2 separate regions of the Sus scrofa genome follow, and region 1 is linked to region 2. A link is a contact called in public HiChIP or PLAC-seq data. All regions are on one chromosome and are shown on one strand. The core of a region is the stretch at or near the end of the contact, and the rest is flanking DNA. Distances in the headings are between cores, read along the strand shown.

Region 1 (3,841 bases), core at 591-3,090, 280 kb after region 2:
TTTATTTGACCCCAACAATGCTCTCAACCTAACAGTAAAGAGACATGCATCAACCAGGTTAAATCATATTGTAGTAAGTCAGCTGCAGGTAATAGTTACTCCTTTATAAAGGAGGGGGGGGAGCTACACTAAAAGAGCATAGGACGTTCTCTAAAAATGCCGGATACAGAGGTACTCTGGGCATCCCCTTCCCCCACCTTCACAAATCTACTCCTGGAATCTGAGACATAGGTCCTTTGTCTGAACAATGTGGGAGGAGTCTGTCTGCAGTACTAGTGTGCTGGCAAATGAAGAAGAGTATTTACTGAAAACTGTATAAACAAATAAAGTTCCTTAACTCAATTATTTTACTGTTCAATTTTTCTCCATCGTGTACCCTAAAGTGTTCAAAAAGGTAATCAATGTGCCTTTTCGAGAGTTAGAATGTATCAAAAGGAATACACTAAGATCCACAGAGAGTTAGGCTGTTCTTCAAAAACTAAATTTCTGAATAGCGGAGGGGTGGGGGGGGGGTGGCGGTTGGAACGACCGCATGAACATCCCCTTCCCCCTCAAGCTCTTTCTACAAGCCTTCATTTCTGTCAATTTCTTCATCCGAACAATCTGCTTGTAAGGGAAGCCATGCCCTTTTTACAAGACAGTGGGCTGCGCAAACTTGTCATCTCGTAGCTTTCCGTGCACAACACCGAATCCACAACCGACCCGACCTTTTACCACCTCACTGAGGTTTTTGGTGCCACGCCAGCCGGATGTTCCAGGAATTCAACCCGAGTAGAGTGAACACCGCCGGACTGGGTGGCTCGAGAAACTTACCACCTTTTGTCAGGCAACAGAATAGGAGCCGAACACCGTGGGATTTTCGCAAGGTGACCCATCTTCTCATTTCCTCGGCTCCTCCCAAACCCCGTCGCGGTAGACGTGGGGGAACTCGCCGGGCTTGTCTTTTCTGCCCCAAGCTCTTTTCTTTCGTCTCCCCACCCACGCCCCGGGCCATGCCCAGCTGGACTACCCCCAACCCGTACTCACCCTGGCGACCGACAATCTCGGCGACATGCTCAGAGCTGGGCACCGGGACGCACTCGGTGGTGTTGACGCTCTTTCTCCGGAGCAGGGCCGCCTGCTCTCCGTTCAGGGCGGCTGCCGCCGCCCCGCAGCCACCGGGGCCGTAGGCGTGGGACAGCATCGCCGCCATCATGCCCTGGGCATCGTCCCCTCCGTAAAGTACTCCAGCCGCCGCAGCCGCCGCGGCCGCTTCCCGAGCATCGAAGCCGGCGGCGGGCAGCAGCACCGACCCCAGGGACCCGCCTGGGATCGGCTGGGTCTGGGAGGCGGCGGCCGCGGGCGGCGACAGCAATAGCAGAGACGGCCGGTCCTCCTCTTCTGCCTCCTCCAGCTCTTCCTCCTCCAGCAGCTCTCCGTCCAGCTCCGCTTCCTCCCCCTCCTCCTCGTCCTCCTCCAGCTCCAGCTCGGCCGACTCCGAAACCCCGGGCCGGCCGGGCGGAGCCCGCTCCTCCGGAGACAGCCCCGCCGCCCGCCGGGCCTGGCTCTGCGCTGCCGCGGCCCGGAGAGCCGGGGCGCCGGGCTCCGCTGGGCTGGGGTCGTCGAGGCCTAGCGCGGCCAGGCGCTCCCTCAGCAGGAGCCCGTCCCCCTCGAGCTCCGGGCCAGCCGCGGGCGGCGGCAGTGGCGGCGGCGGCGGCGGCGGGGGCGGCTGCGGCAGGGGGGCCGGGGCCGCCGCCAGGGCCAGGGCCGCGGAGCTGCCGCTCGGCATCGCGGCGGCGCGCTGTCAATGGCGGCGGCGGCGGCGGCCGGGTCAGGCGCGGCGGGCGGCGAGCCCCATGGCGGACAGGGCCCCGGCCCTGCTCAGCGCGCAAACACCTTTCCTCTGGAGAGGCGGCGGGGCTGGCGACCCGGGCCGAGGAGCGCCAGGGCCCCCGGAGACCGGAGAGGGCGGGGTGGAGGGGCAGGGGAAGGAGGCAGAGGTAGGTAACTAGGTGGGTGGGTGGGGACGGCGGCGGGGCGGGCTGGTGGAGGTGGCAGCGGCTCCCCTCTCAGGGTTTCTTTTGTTTCATGGCCTTAACCAGCCCCCGGCGCGCGCGGCGGCGGCGGCGACGCCCCACGCTGCTCTCCGAATGAAGCCGGCGGGCTCTGATTGGCCGCTTTTAATCCTTGGGAGCCCGCCCTCTCCTCCCCTCAGCCTTCTAACTCCTTTCCCTAGCCCCACCCCCCCACCCTCTTTTTGGGCCCCGCCCCGCTTTTCCCCAGAGCTCTCTGATTGGGTGACCAGGACGAGCCAGTCCCCCAAGCCTTCTCCTTCCGTCCTCTGCCCTCCCCCCACCCTCCCACCCCTTTCCCTACTGGCTCACGAGGAGAGGGACTGTGATTGTTCGCTTTACATGTCACTCTTTGTGACGTACCCAGGTGGGGGCGGGAAGGGAGGCGGGACGAAGGCGTGGCAGCAGAGGCTGAAGCTAGGGCCCGAATTGGGGTTTTTGCGCAGGCGCACGCAGTGGAAGCATACACCTGGTTTTCTCTGGTTCTCCGCATCCCTCTGGCCCACCTGGGTGGGGTCTGTTAGCGCACAGAGGGAGCGGCCTTGGAGTGTAGCGTAGGCTTGGGCCGGGAAAGCGTTGTTGAAGAGATTTCCCTCTTTCAGGGTAAGGGCCTAGGGAGAGTCATCGAAGGAGGGGCCAGTGAAGTGTTCCCCTCTCCAGCCGCGGGGGTGGTTTCCTGAACCGCGTGGCTCCTGGGCCTTCCCTGCACAACTCGGGCAGGCTCCTCCCGCGGGGCAGAGCCCTCCCACGCCCATCTGGCCCGGCTCCCAGTGCGTGGCCGGTCGGTTACATCAGGAGCCTTAAATGCTGAACTTGAGTTCTTCGGGGCTTTTCAAGGAAATTAAATCATCGTTTCCTCTTTCAAGACGTTCTTCCCACAGTATTGTCCGGTTTTTAAATGACTTGTCAGAAAGAAAGCCTTATCGCTTTCCCTCATCTTGGGCTAAGACTACTGTCACACACACCTTTCCCTTGCTCCCCCCTCCCTCCACCCCTTTAGTACCAGTAGCCTCCCCAGGTTAGTCTTAATCACCTGCGTTGTCTCATGGAGATAGAATGTGAGCGACGTAATGTAATTTTAAGGTTTCTAGTGTCCCCATTACAGAAAGTAAGAAGAAACAGTTTTAATAAGTATACTGAGTTCAATAGATTCAAAATACCATTTAAAATGGAATTAACATACAATTATTGATATGCTTTATAGTTTTTTATGCTATCTTTGAAAATAGTGTGTATTTTACACTAGGATAGCTCTATATGTTCACTTCGCAGTAGCCATATTTCAAGTACAGAATAACTACTAGAAGTTCTTGATTTTTGAAGTATAACTTGAGATCCTTTCTGTACTGGATATCTTATATCTTGCTCCCTGAAACTCGTTTCTTATGTTTGAACTTGAATGAGCGCCTGCTTTTCTGAATTGTCTAAGATGTTACAAGACAATAGTCCCAAGGAAAGCTGAACTATGTCTTTTGTTTCTTTATTTTGTGCCTTTACTGCCATGTGCACAATCCTACTTCAAAGGCATAGAGAATTGTAGCGAATGTAAACTTTTCTGTTACTCCAGTGTTTCCCTAGTCCTCCTATAAGCCTGTAAATCACTTTTCTAACAACTCACTTGTAGCAGTAGCCTCTGGAGCAGTGATTTTTTGTTGTTGTTTTTTGCTTTTTAGGGCTGCATCCTCAACATATGGAAGTTATCAGGCTAGGAGTTGAATCAGAGCTGTAGCTGCTGGCTTACACCACAGCAAGGTGGGATTGGAGCTGCCTCTGCAACCCATACTACAGCT
Region 2 (4,165 bases), core at 1,482-3,981:
TACAATGCTTTGCGTTTATTCTTGATATATTGCCTTTAATTTTTTTTATAATGAAATGTTCAATTATATACAAAAGTAGAGAATATAGTATAAGTCCCCTTAAAGACAGCACCTAGGCTTAACAAATAATGACATTTTGGGAGTTCCCATTGTGGCTCAGTGGGTTAAGGACCCTGCATTGTCTCCCTAAGAATGCGTGTTCCATCCCTGGCCTCGCTCAGTGGGTTAAGGATCCAGTGTAGCCACAAGCTGCAGCGCAGATTCAACCCCTAACCCATACCGAAGGTGCAGCTATAAAAAAGAAGAAAAAAAAAAAAACTGACATTGTTCAGTTTTTCATCCATCCCCATTTTTTCTCCCTAGAGTAATATAAACCAAACTCAAGACATCATGATTGTCATTTCATCTCTAAATACATGCTTAATAACACACTGCATTTTGAAGTATACCTATATGAATAAATGCTTTATTTCGACATCACAATGTAGATTCCTGAGGGCAAGTATTGTTATCTTTCTCATTCCCATTTCCCAATTAGTTCATCTCAGTAGAAAATGTCATACAAAAAAATAAACTACACTCTGAGGATTGCTTAATCAATGCATGGTTTCAGACAGTTGTTCTTAAACTTGAGCCAGTATCTAAATCACCTGAAGAACTTGTCAAAACACAGACTGATGGGGGCCAACCACAGAGTTTTTGATTCAGTGGGTCTGGGATGGGGCTCAAGTATTTGCATGTCTAACAAGTTCCCAGGTGATGATGATGATGAGGAGGAGGAGGAGAAGGATGAGGTGATGATCCAGGACCACACTTTGAGAATGTTTCCTTTAGAACAAAGAAGACATCAACATTCTAAACCTGCCCATTAATTATTCAAACGTTAATCATATGTAAGGACTTAGGAATACAGGGAGACAATTTTTATAAATCCCCATTTTTATGGAACTTATACAGGAAAATACATAAAAAAAATACAAACATGAGAACCATGAAGAAACACAGGTATTGGAGACGCATATCAGAAGTTTCTTATTTAATTGGTACAGGGTAGGCATCAAAAAAATTTTTAGGGAGTTCCCTCCGTGGCTTAGCAGTTAATGAACCCAACTAGGATCCATGAGGATATGGGCTAGATCCTTAGCCTCACTCAGTGGCTAAAGATCCGGCATTGCAGTGAGCTGTGGTGTAGGTCACAGACGAGCCTCGGATCCTGCTTTGCTGTGGCTGTGGCATAGGCTAGCAGCTGTAGTTCCGACTGGACCCCTAGCCTGGGAACCTCCATATGCCACGGGTGCGGCCCTAAAAAGACCCCCCCCCCGCCAAAAAAAGTAAGACTACTAAGGAAGATGCATTAATAGAAATGATTTTCTGATTTTCTTTTATAGAGCCTATCCTAGAATACTCTAGATATTTGATTAAATGCCAATGATTGGTGACATTGGTTTTAAACTAAAAAAAGGAGAGATACATGCTGTTGACAGGAAAAGAATGAGGCTGCTGATGGAAAGAATTAGGACAGAGAAGAGACCGCCCAAGATGAATGGCACCTGTAATTTTTAAATTTTCTCCCATTCAACTTGCTGCATCTTGACAGTTATCTGGCAAGCAGGGCTTTTTTAGGTCATGCTTTTTCATAGTCCCTCTTTCACAGCTGTGGTTACTATAGCAGCCATGCCCATCATTTATCCTCTACTCTTTCCCCAACATGCCCAATGTGGCATGGTTGCTCCAAATTTTACATAATTGTAAACGAGTTTAGAAGGGGAGAGTTCATTTTTCTCTACTTCTGCTCAATCTTCCCTATCCTACATTTCCATCACTTTTAATTTTCTCATTTCATCGTTGCCTCTTTATCCTTTACATCTTTACTTAAAAATTATTTTTACTATATTTTATTTTCTTATTTTTATTTATTTATTTATTTTGCCTTTTCTAGGGCCACTCCTGTGGCATATGGAGATTCCCAGACTAGGGGTCTAATCAGAGCTGTAGCCACTGACCTACACCAGAGCCACAGCAAGGCCAGATCCCAGCCGCGTCTGTAACCAACACCACAGCTCACAGCAACGCCAGATCGTTAACCCATTGAGCAAGGCCAGGGACCGAACCCGCAACCTCATGGTTCCTAGCCGGATTCGTTAACCACTGCGCCATGACGGGAACTCCTACTATATTTAAAAGCACAAAAACTCGATTATAGTGAGGACTTTCTGGTGATAACATTTTATGAAACAAGAGTGAAGAAATATCCTTCAACACCGCAACTGTGGATGGGAACAGATTATTCATCTATTTCCCGATGCTTTGAAGACAACAATTTAGGGTTCCAGGGCTTTTCTGAAAGGGAATACTGAATATCTATTGGTGGTGACTGTAATGATAAGGATCATTAGTAAATTCCCTGCGGGCCAATAACTGTGCCAGCAAGGGTAGAGAGGGGCAAAGAATTCTGCAAAATAGCGACGCTTCGACAAACAAAAATTGCTGAGAAACAAAGCGTTCCTAAAGTGAGGAGGCTTTGCATTTCCTGGGTCCTCCTTCTGCAGCTTCTCCAGTCTCCTGGCTTGTATCTAGTTCCTAAATCTCGCCCATCCTCTCCCGGCCTCCACTGGCTGTCCAGGACGGACCCGAACCCTTAGCCTTCCTCTCAGGTTCCGCGACTGGTACCCGCAGACCTGCTCCACCCGATCCCCGGCCTCGCCCGCGCCTGCGCAGAACCTCTTCTCGCGCGAACGCTCAGCAATCACCTCCGACCTTCCCGCTAGCTGCGGAGATGTGAGGTCCCCAGCTGTTTTCATGGGGCTACGGTTTTTTTCTGTATATCAGGATTCCTTCCACTCTACGCGACCCCTCTCTCACTCCTCGGGGTCGGGCTCTTAAGGGAATGAATCCGGCCTCCAAACAGTAACCTCAAGCAACCGGACAGATGAAGGTCCTGACAGGCTGGGACGTGGGTGCTCAGGCTGCGAAACCTCCCGGCGGAGCCCCGCCTCTTAAGGCTGCTTCCTGCCTCCGCATTGGCCCGCCCGCCCGTCAGTCTCCGCCCATGGGGCCGTGCCGGCAGTCTTCTCAGCTCCTCTCCTCACTACGCGGATTTACTGGTGGCCTCCCCGGTATCCAGCCGACCCGGCCGGGTGGACCCTTAGCTGGCGCCGGCTCCGGGAAGCCTAGAGAAGGGGAGGGGCGGACTCAGCTGGAGCTGAGCATCGTCCGGGTGGGCTGAGAGGCCGTGGCCTCTCCGTTCGAAGCACCACCTGTCGCGGGGCGAGACTTGTGGTAAGGCTCTGCGCGGCGCGCAGCTGCGGGCGGCCTGGAGCGGCGGGGCCCGGGCGGGAGTTCCGGGATGGGAGCGGGCGCCGGCCTCCTCTCGCCGGGCCAGGGGAGCAGATTGCGGACCCGCTGTCGGCTTCCGCGCGTGAGGCCCTCAAGGTCTCCGCTTAGAGGGTGGGAAGGTGGGGTGAACGGACGGGAACGGAAGAGGCTCACCGAGTCCCGGCTGAGAACGGGGGCAGCGGGTCGGATGGCGGCGACCCTCTCTTCGGCTGTCGGCGGCTCTTCCCTGGCGCTTAGGGACGCGACTTCCCAGTCCAGGGCGCCCTCCTTCCGACTCGTAGTAAGGCCCTGAGGACTCCGTAACAGGAGCATCTTTTACCCTTTACTCCCGCGCTCGGTAAAGACCGTTTTTGTGGCTCCATATTCCTTTATCAAATAGATCTCTTCTTCTGCAGGGATGAATTAATGGCAGGATTGGGCATTTTGTTTGTATGTTGCGATTGTTCTCACTTTAAAGGAAGTTTGTTGCGGGCTAGAAAGTTCTAAGAATGGAACCGTTCTGTTCATTGATATGAAATGACATCTGTGGACTATGATTGGCAGGTTGTTGTGTTTTTTCCCCACGCTGGTGATAACCATTTCTGCTTGTATGGTATTACATTGAGATCCTGGATTTGACTTTTTTTGTTTCCGAAGATAATTCTAGAAAATTTACGTTGCCTTTTGGAGTGAAGAAGCGTAATCAAAACAATTCTCAACAGACATGCTTCCTTACAAAAACGTGTTATCTCATATCTGTGTGATTTACCTTCTTAAAGTTTATGGCAGGCACGTCAAACCAAAACAGGTGATAGCATTGTTACTTCTTTTAGAGTTGCAATTGATAACC

What was found. HiChIP or PLAC-seq counts read pairs in DNA pulled down with a chosen protein or histone mark.
Region 1: an H3K27ac HiChIP or PLAC-seq map of alveolar macrophages shows a contact between it and region 2. The contact joins the promoter of MEX3C here to the promoter of ME2 in region 2. A contact is called at or near these places in 2 of 47 Hi-C or Micro-C datasets (embryonic fibroblasts and heart right ventricle) and 1 of 2 datasets of contacts at active chromatin or transcription factors (alveolar macrophages).

What each region holds. Positions count from the first base shown.
Region 1 is chr1:100,697,437-100,701,277 of Sscrofa11.1, forward strand. It overlaps MEX3C (RNA-binding E3 ubiquitin-protein ligase MEX3C), which reads right to left and starts at 1,841. Exons shown (of 2, transcript XM_021093297.1): 1 at 1,027-1,841. The coding sequence starts at 1,768.
Region 2 is chr1:100,416,673-100,420,837 of Sscrofa11.1, forward strand. ME2 (NAD-dependent malic enzyme, mitochondrial) reads left to right here and starts at 2,732. Exons shown (of 16, transcript XM_021093285.1): 1 at 2,732-3,279.